Linked DNA regions of Sus scrofa: all the other regions are linked to region 3. A link is a contact called in public HiChIP or PLAC-seq data. All regions are on one chromosome and are shown on one strand. Each heading gives the region's core, a stretch centred on a gene start, on an enhancer-like site or on the middle of the called end of the contact. The rest is flanking DNA. Distances are from core to core; before and after follow the strand shown.

Region 1 (2,700 bases), core at 106-2,605, 230 kb after region 3:
ACTCAGCCGGTGACAAAATGGTGCTTACAAGTCCCTAAATCATGCCGAGGTCAGAGCAATACTGGATTGTCCTGGGTGTTGAAAATCCACCCGCCATGGGTACCAGGGGAATAAAGCAGATTTCCGCAGAGACCCGAGGCGCAGACACATCCCTTTAAGTCAACTTAACCATCCCTGCAGCTCTCAGTTTATGAAGACCCCACCCCACCCCACCCCAGCCCCCAGCCCAGAGAATCTGCCCCCACTATTTAAGACCAACAGCCATGAAAAGATACAAAGGACAGCAAAGCCCCAGCAAATGAGTTTTCAGGAAGTGCCACAAGGTGCTTCACGTTTCAATGTTAGACAATCTAGCATGACATGGAGAAAATAGCTCTAGGGGACCTCTCACCTTCAAATTCTCTGCATGGAGCAGCCTAAGATGTCCCATGCCACTCTCCGTGGGACTCCCAGGGACTCGCCTCAATCTCATGTTGATTGTATAGACGGCTATTTCCAAAGCAGCCCACACTTTGCGTCTCTATGAACTTCTACTGAACACTCATTTTCTTCTTCCTTTTTTTAAAAATTTTTATTTACTTATTTATTTATTTTGCTTTTTAGGGCCACACGTGTGGCATATGGAAGTTCCTAGGTTAAGGGTCAAATCAGAGCTACAGCTGCCAGCCTACAGCCACAGCAATGCTGGCTCTACGTCTGCCACCTACACCACAGCTCTTGGCAACACCGGATCCTTAACCCACTGAGCAAGGTCAGGGATCGAATGTGCATCCTCATGGATCCTAGTCAGTTCATTACCGCTGAGCCATGACGGGAACTCCCTTGAACACTAATTTCAACACCCAGAAGAAAATAATAGTTTCCTTTGGAAAACTATTGCTCAATCAGCCATGGGGACAGCAGAGTCACAACCTGTCTAATGGTGGAAATGACTCTTAAGAAAAGCAGCTCGTGGTGTTCCAATAACTGTTGGCTTCAAAGTCAGCAAGACCTGGATTTGAGTCTCCTTAGTTGAAGGGAATGCATGATATACTTAACCTATGCAAGCCCCTACTTTTCTCTTTCCAGGTGCTTTAAGTTGGACCCGGGACCCTTTACTGGAGTGCTTGTACCTGGACAAAAGAATACAAAGAGACTAAAAATAACTGCCCGCAGGCACAGTTGGGGCAATTAGGAATAATAAGATACAAACAATAAGATAAAATAGGCGACAAACTTTTGCCCAGAGCAAAAGCAGGGTACTGCGCAGGACCCCTGCGCGAGGTACTGCTCGGGGTTGGGGGGCGGAGGGGCGGGGCGTGAGCAGACCACCTAAGCCACGCCTCCTGCCCAACCCACACACCTCCCTAATCTCATTTAAGGACGGGCCCGCCCTCTTAGAGGAGAGTACGGTAGTGCTTGATCTCCCTCCTTCCTCCCGTAGCCCCATTAAAGCCCAGCCCAAATTCCTCATAGGGCCTCTTATCAATTCCAACGGATTAAAGAATCCAAGGACCCGAGTGGGTGACACAGGTAGCGGACAAGCGCATACACAAAACACATTTTAGAGCATCCTCTTTGGCGCAGTGTTTAAGGCTGTGTCCTCTGGGGCCGGAACGACGTGGGTTCAAACCTTGGCTCTCCACTGCTTCAGGTAAGTGCGACTGTGACTCAGTTTCCCCGTCTGTGAAATGGGAGTGAGGAAACCCTACTTCCTAGGGTTATCAGCCTTGAGCATAGGAAATGAGCTCATTAAAGACTCTGTGTGTGTGACAGCAGCTGCCTCCTCCTCACACGTGTTTCCGTTCGTTGGTTGTTTACCAAGAGACACCAGCACTTGTTAAGGTTACTTTCTGGAGCCAGGCTCTCCTCCTCGCCCAAGTCCTGTGGCCTCTGGTTATCTGCCTGGAGCAGAGGCAGCAGTGCGGCTGTGCGGCCCGCCCGCTGCTGGAGACAGGGGTGGCGGAGGGGAATGTGCTTGCGTTGGGAGCTGTCCCCTCCCCTGCTCCGCGCCACCAAATATGTCCATGTGCTCTGATGGCCTGGTCAACGGCCACCCGGGGCTGCCGTCTCCTGGCCAGACCTGGAGCTCACCGGCTAATTTTAGAAATGACTTGTGGACTCAGCTGCTGCTATCACATTGGCGCCGAGGGAGGGGGAGGACAGGGAGGAGCAGGCGGGGAAGGGGATGTGTGTGTGGTGTGGGGAGGGGAGCTCCCGACATTTCTCCTCAGTCCCTGCTCTCCGGGCTTGGTGGGGTCTCCGTGCGTCGACCTGGGGAGACCCCCTTGGGCAGGAGTGGATCCTGTGACCTTGGCCCCGCGCAGACCAGGTACCTGTCGGGCTGGGTTTTGCTATGGGCCCTTGTGAGCTGATGGGCATAGTTTTCCGGAATGTGCGTTGGGGGCTGCGGTGGCAGGACTCTGGCCTTTCTGTCTATTTTAGGCCTTTCTGGTGTTATCAGCCTGCTAGGCCTCTCTTCCCTTTGCTGGTTGCCTGCTTAGAAAACAAGAGTGTTTCGTGGAAGGATTTTAGGATAAAACTCTGGGGTGAGGGGACATTTTTAAGGATCACCCTGGACAGGACCTGGTTGCTGCTTATTAAAAAAAAATATGTATTTTTTTGAGTCATGAGATAAGCTTCACTGTGGAATCTCAGCGAGCAGACGGTGGCAGGGTTTGTTATTTTTCCTCAGTTCCCAGTGATTTCTGCTTAACTGGG
Region 2 (2,799 bases), core at 89-2,588, 210 kb after region 3:
CTTCGTAAAGACCAAGGTTCTGTGACCTTATGAAGGTGGAACCGTTTGTATACAAAGCAGGGTGGTCCATTTCAGAGCACCTGCTTTGGAAAGGAGGGATTTTGACTTCTGCCAAACACTCCAGAAGCTGTCCTAGTGCCCTTCTTCTGGCCTTGATGCTCCAACTCCCCACCACACCCCCCCACCCCGCAACACACACATACTCACTCACACACACTCCTAACAACCAGAGGTTTCAGAGCTAGGCTTGGTTTGGGCAAAGTTTGCAGAAGACAAAGGGGAAAAACTGTGCATGTTTTGATCTCAGAATCAACACATCAGAATAACATCAGTTAAGGGTGGGTGGAGAGTTCAGGTTCCCTCAGTGTCTCGATGATTCTCTAAAGGCCTGTGGGCAGTGCCTCACTCTTGGTCTTTCTCCCTTTTCCTTCTAAATAACTTGCCCGTAATAATATCTCTCCCGTAATTATCCCTCAGGCCAGGGAGTGAGCGAGTCAAGCTTTTAAAGAGACCTGTGCTTTTTTGTCTCTACAAGCGTATTATTTTCCATCAGCCCGATCGCTCGCCTTTCTGCCACAAAACTGTAGCTCAAATGCATAAAGCCATTTCCTCAGCTCCCCGTCACAGCTCAGCCTCACTGAGGGGGAAGAGTGGAGAATTTTGAGTAATAGTTTGGAAGAGAAATGCTATCTTTAAGGGTAATTTTTATGATAGCCCCTCTGAAAGGCCAGGTTGCCTAAACTTTCCATGTGTCTCAAGCTTTATGATCACCCTACTCAGCATGGATTGGTTGGAAGCTTCCTGGGACGAATGGTAAATTCAGCCTAGTTCACCTTTCTTTTTTTTTTTTTTTACTTTCCAGATGAGTGGAGGGAGGTTAGAAAGCCTTCCTGGAACTATATCTGAAACCATAGGGATCTGTTTTCCTGGTTTTACAAATAAAATATCCTTACTGTAATTGAAATTTTATTTTGTGGTCAGATTCTTATAGTACTTAAACTAAAACCCTGTATATGTTCGTTTTCATTGGTAAAAACACAGCAATGGTGCTGCAGAAGATTAGGCTGAACCAAACCGACCCAGGGTTATCACCCTTTGTGTATCCTAGTTGTTTGATTATCATTGGTTTTGGACGACGAATAAATTGTCCCTAAGTGGTTATAGGTTGTCATCTAGTTATCTTCCTACACACAGTTATGGTGCTTTTGAATCTTTTGCCTTTGTAAGCATGTTAAATCATAAATATCTTGATTTCTTAAAATTAATAAGCTTCTTGATTGCGACCAAGAACTCTACAAGAACTTCCCTCTGGTGATCTCCGAGCGCTGGCAGCAGGAAGTGGCGGAAACAGTTTACGAAGCAGTAAATGCAGACACGGATAAAATAGAGGCCAGGAAGAGAGCTAAAAATAAGCAACTTGGCCATGAAGAAGGTAAAATAGCTGGTGTGTCTCAAGATATTTCTAATGCAATGAATTTTCAAGATTTCTTGTAAAGCTGAAAACGGTATCTGGGTCATAAAGTACTTCCTAATAGAGGAGGGAAACGCCATAAATTGTTTTTGTTTTATCAGGCTTGGAAAAGTTGGGTGTGAGATGATATTTCAAAGTCTTTAGTCCACAAATAAATAATACGTAGCCAGCAGTACTTTTGTCAATATGCCTTCTTACTTTGGAGAGTTTGGGGGCCAATTTGAACGTTTGTTTCATTGAAGTCACTCTTGATTTTTCTAAGACATGATGGATTTGGATATTTAAATGTATTGTACCGAGTGATTATGATAATACATCTTTCTGTTTTACATCTAAGCAAAGACCTCTTTGAGGTTAATATGTAATAAGAATGACAGGGAACGGTTTCAGTCTATGAACAGTTTGCTTTTTTTCTTTTTTCTTATTTTCCTTTTTAGGGCTGCACGTTCAGCATATGGAAATTCCCAGGCTAGGGGTCAACTTGGAGCTGCAGCTGCTGGCCCACAACTTCAGCAACACCATATCCAAGCCGAATCTACGAACTACGCTGAAGCTATTGGCAATGCCGGACTCTTAACCCGCTGAGCAAGGTCAGGTCGAACCCACATCTTACTAGTCGTGTCTATTACTGCTGTGCCACAGTAGGAATTCCCAGATGGAAGTATCTTGATGCAGGATTCCTGGGTCTTGTTGACTGTTCCCCGGGAGCATATTTCATCTATTTAGAAAGGTGTCCTCAGTCCTGGATGAATGATTCCTTACCTAAAAACCACCAGTGGAACACGACAGCCCTTAACTGTGCTCCCCTCCATTCTGAGGGGAAATGGGACTTATTCCTAAGCTGTCCTTTAGAGAATGGGCCCACTGAGATCACTCAGGACTGCGGCGCCAGAACACACAGGAAGTTATACCTGCAGTAACTTGCCCAGGGGAGAGCCGTGATGTCACCAGAATCTTGATGATTTGGACCCAGAAGAAAAAAAAATGCATGTCTTAATGACCTTGTTGAAGTGTCTTTTTAATTAGAGCTGCAAGCAGCACATCTAGCAAATTAATGAATTTATCTTCCTATATAAGTAATTCAGGGATACCTGGATCTTGGTTGAAGATCTCAGAAGTCACCCTGACAGAACAATGACGTTTAGGCTTAAATCTCTGAAGTAAAAATATAAGACTTATACTTTAAATATACTTTCTAAATGTATACACTTTTCCCATTAAAATGGCAACTCCACAAACCACACCCCATTGCCTCTGACCCTCCCCGGCCCCTCCCTCCTTCATTCTTTTCCTTCCTGCTTATGTCCAAGTGGTACAACATGGGTTTT
Region 3 (2,700 bases), core at 88-2,587:
AGCTCATCTCTGCTTCAAATAGAGTCATCTAGGGTGGCTTGAAGGCTGGGGTGGACCACTGCATGGCCAGGTGTGCTGGCAGTTGGCTGGGACCTCAACTATAGCTCTCAGATTGGATACCCCCAACATGAGGACACCCCGTGTCACTGGCTTCCCCACAACCTGGTAGCTGGGTTCTCAGAGAAAGTGTCACAAGAGGAAGCAGAAGACGCCTGGTATCTTAGTGACTTGGTCTCAGAAGTCACACGGCATCATTTCCTCCAAGCTCCATTGGAAGAGGATTACTGTAGGTGGACCCAGGTTCTAGGGGAGGAGACAAAACCCCCACCAGTCAATGAGAGGAAGGTCAGTGTATGAGATGAGATATATTATGGGGGCTGTCCTTACAAAATACAATCTGCCACTTGGGGAAGCAAGGCAGGAATGGACTTTCACAGGCAAGGAAGAGGGCCTGTGTTCATAGGACCATGACATGCTCTGTCTCTCAGACTTCATTCTGTTCAGTGAAAGAACAGACTGGACATGTTATCTGGTTGGGGTCATTGTCCCTCCCCCCATATCTCTCTGATTGGTCTCTATATATGTGTGTATTTCTGTCTCTCTTGGTACCTGTCTTTATTTCTGCTCTTATCACTTCATCTTTCTCCATCTTTCTCTTTCTCCATCTGTTTTTCTCTCTTTATCTCCCCGTTCATTTCCTATTTTTTCCTTCACCTTCCTCCCTCCATCCCTCTTTCTCTGCCCCGGGTGGGCTGTGCTCTGATTCCCCCACCCTCCCAACGCCCACCATGTGAGCATGGACAGCGTCCCCTTTTCCTCTGGTATCCAAGGGACCCGCTCTGCCTCTCCTTCCTGCCCTCTAGGAGCCACTTCCCTTTCAAGCCACCAGGTGGCAGCAAAGCGTCATCTTCAGGGCTGCCCGCCTGCAGGGCCCTGATTGGATCCCGGCCCTGTCAATCAAAGCGGGGCAGAAGCACATTGTTACAGGTGGGGGATTTACTCTCTGCCCTAGAACAAACGGTGGGTTATTCCTGTTTTGCACGTGAGCAGCTGAGGCTTACAGAGGGGGTAATGGCTTGCTCAAGTTCACTCTGGGAGAAAATGGAAAAACGGGTTGGAGCCCAGAGTTCTATCTGACCCAGGGTCATTCGCCTGTCTGCTGTTGAACCCTCACACCCCGAACTCTCCCCGGCTGCTCTGGGGGCCCTTTTCCTGGCTGCTGGTAGTCACTGTGCAGTCCTGTGCCCTGTGCTTGGCCGATGGAAGTTCAGGGGATGCCCTTTGAAGCCTGGAGTACTGGGGAGGCTGGCGGGCAGGGCGCCCTGACCGGAGCTTTTAAAAATAGGGAGCCTAAAATAGTCCTTCCCAAGCCTCCTTCTCACTGGGGCTTTTGCTGCTGGCTGGGCTGTCGGGTCCCAGTGTCCTGCTGGCTCCTCTGGACAGACTCTGCGGGAAATCCAGGCTGGAAGGCAAGCCCGCCTCAGAGCCACAGCCCATTACAAGCCTCCTAAAACCAAAACCTCGCTCCCATCTCTGGGAGGAAGCTGATTGGGGATGGACTCCAGCATCAAGAGGCTTTGGCAGAACTGCCCTGAAGGAAAGGCTTGAAGCAGAACAGGTGTGTGATTTCTCTGTGTTGGTCTCTGAACTTCCATCCTCCTTTGACCTCCTGAATTTCTCTTAAATCCACCTACTTCTCACCAATCCCCCAATCCAAGCTGCATCGTCCCCTTTTCTCACAAACCCAACAGCCTCCCCCTGGGGTCCCTCTGCACACAGCAGTCAGAGGGAATCTTCTCAAAATGCAAATCCAATCATGACCCCCCACCCCCGTTTAAAACCTGCCATGGCTCCCCATTGCCCTTGGGCTAAAGAGCCGAGTCATTGACTCACAAGACCTTGGAGGGCTAGTCCCTACATAAATACACTTTTCTCCTGCACTTTGAACATATCATGAACTGTGCAGCCACAGGGCCTCCCAGTTGGCCTAATTAGCCCCCGAGCAGCCTTCAAATTCCAGCTCAGCGTCTTCCCTGGTTTCCCAGGTGAGGCCAATCCTCTGGGGACATGCAATTTTCTTCTCTGCTGAAGGCCTAAGCGCACGTGTTGGTTGACACTGGTCCGGTACTTTAATTCATTTCAGTTCCCTCCTAGACTAAAGTTTTCTTGAGGGCAAGGACCAGGTCTAATTTTGCATTCTATCTAACCACGAGCCCTGCGCAAAGTTGAGGCTTGATAGATATTGGATGGATGGGTGGATGGGTGGTCCAACCTCCTTAGAAACAGTCATGTCCAGGCAAAGACTGTCAGTCTAGGGAAAACCAGGCAGCAGGAAAGAAATCTTGTCTTGCTCCTTGGGCTTGAGTTGATCCCTCCTCCATCTCCTTCTTGAATTGGTGACCCTCCCCCATTATTCCTTCCAGAACATGGGACTCCGAAATCTGTCATGGGGTGAGATGTGAACCCTGACTCTTCTTAGCTGTGTGGCCTTAACCAACTGAGCCTTAACATTCTCATCTGGAAGCCGGTGCGTGAGGCTTATGTTTGAAGTGATGAGTCCAGAGCAGGATGCCTAGCTGCTGGGGAACAAAGGTAGATTTTATCTTTTAAACTGTCAATGCTTCTTCCTACCCTGGTGCCATCCCAGCCATCTCCTTTAGCTTCTAAAGAAAAGTATCCAATAAATGTTTTCATTCTATG

Evidence for each region. HiChIP or PLAC-seq counts read pairs in DNA pulled down with a chosen protein or histone mark.
Region 1: a contact with region 3 is called in an H3K27ac HiChIP or PLAC-seq map of skeletal muscle. The contact joins two enhancer-like sites. A contact is called at or near these places in 4 of 47 Hi-C or Micro-C datasets (adipocytes, embryonic fibroblasts, epiblast stem cells and 1 more) and 2 of 2 datasets of contacts at active chromatin or transcription factors (alveolar macrophages and skeletal muscle).
Region 2: an H3K27ac HiChIP or PLAC-seq map of skeletal muscle shows a contact between it and region 3. The contact joins two enhancer-like sites. A contact is called at or near these places in 8 of 47 Hi-C or Micro-C datasets (alveolar macrophages, brain, embryonic fibroblasts and 4 more) and 1 of 2 datasets of contacts at active chromatin or transcription factors (skeletal muscle).

Annotation. Positions count from the first base shown.
Region 1 is chr14:43,449,711-43,452,410 of Sscrofa11.1, forward strand. No RefSeq gene overlaps it. Among named protein-coding and RNA genes, the nearest start is that of MYO18B, 17 kb to the right of the region's middle. Within about 2 kb of position 1,356, at least 9 of the 83 cell types and tissues checked have an H3K27ac peak or open chromatin away from gene starts, as enhancers often do. A contact at or near this core is called in skeletal muscle, where this site is marked.
Region 2 is chr14:43,429,718-43,432,516 of Sscrofa11.1, forward strand. GRK3 (beta-adrenergic receptor kinase 2) reads left to right here. Exons shown (of 21, transcript XM_001924379.7): 18 at 1,270-1,432. Among named protein-coding and RNA genes, the nearest start is that of MYO18B, 37 kb to the right of the region's middle. Within about 2 kb of position 1,339, at least 1 of the 83 cell types and tissues checked has an H3K27ac peak or open chromatin away from gene starts, as enhancers often do. A contact at or near this core is called in skeletal muscle, where this site is marked.
Region 3 is chr14:43,223,529-43,226,228 of Sscrofa11.1, forward strand. No RefSeq gene overlaps it. Among named protein-coding and RNA genes, the nearest start is that of CRYBB2, 19 kb to the left of the region's middle. Within about 2 kb of position 1,338, at least 7 of the 83 cell types and tissues checked have an H3K27ac peak or open chromatin away from gene starts, as enhancers often do. A contact at or near this core is called in skeletal muscle, where this site is marked.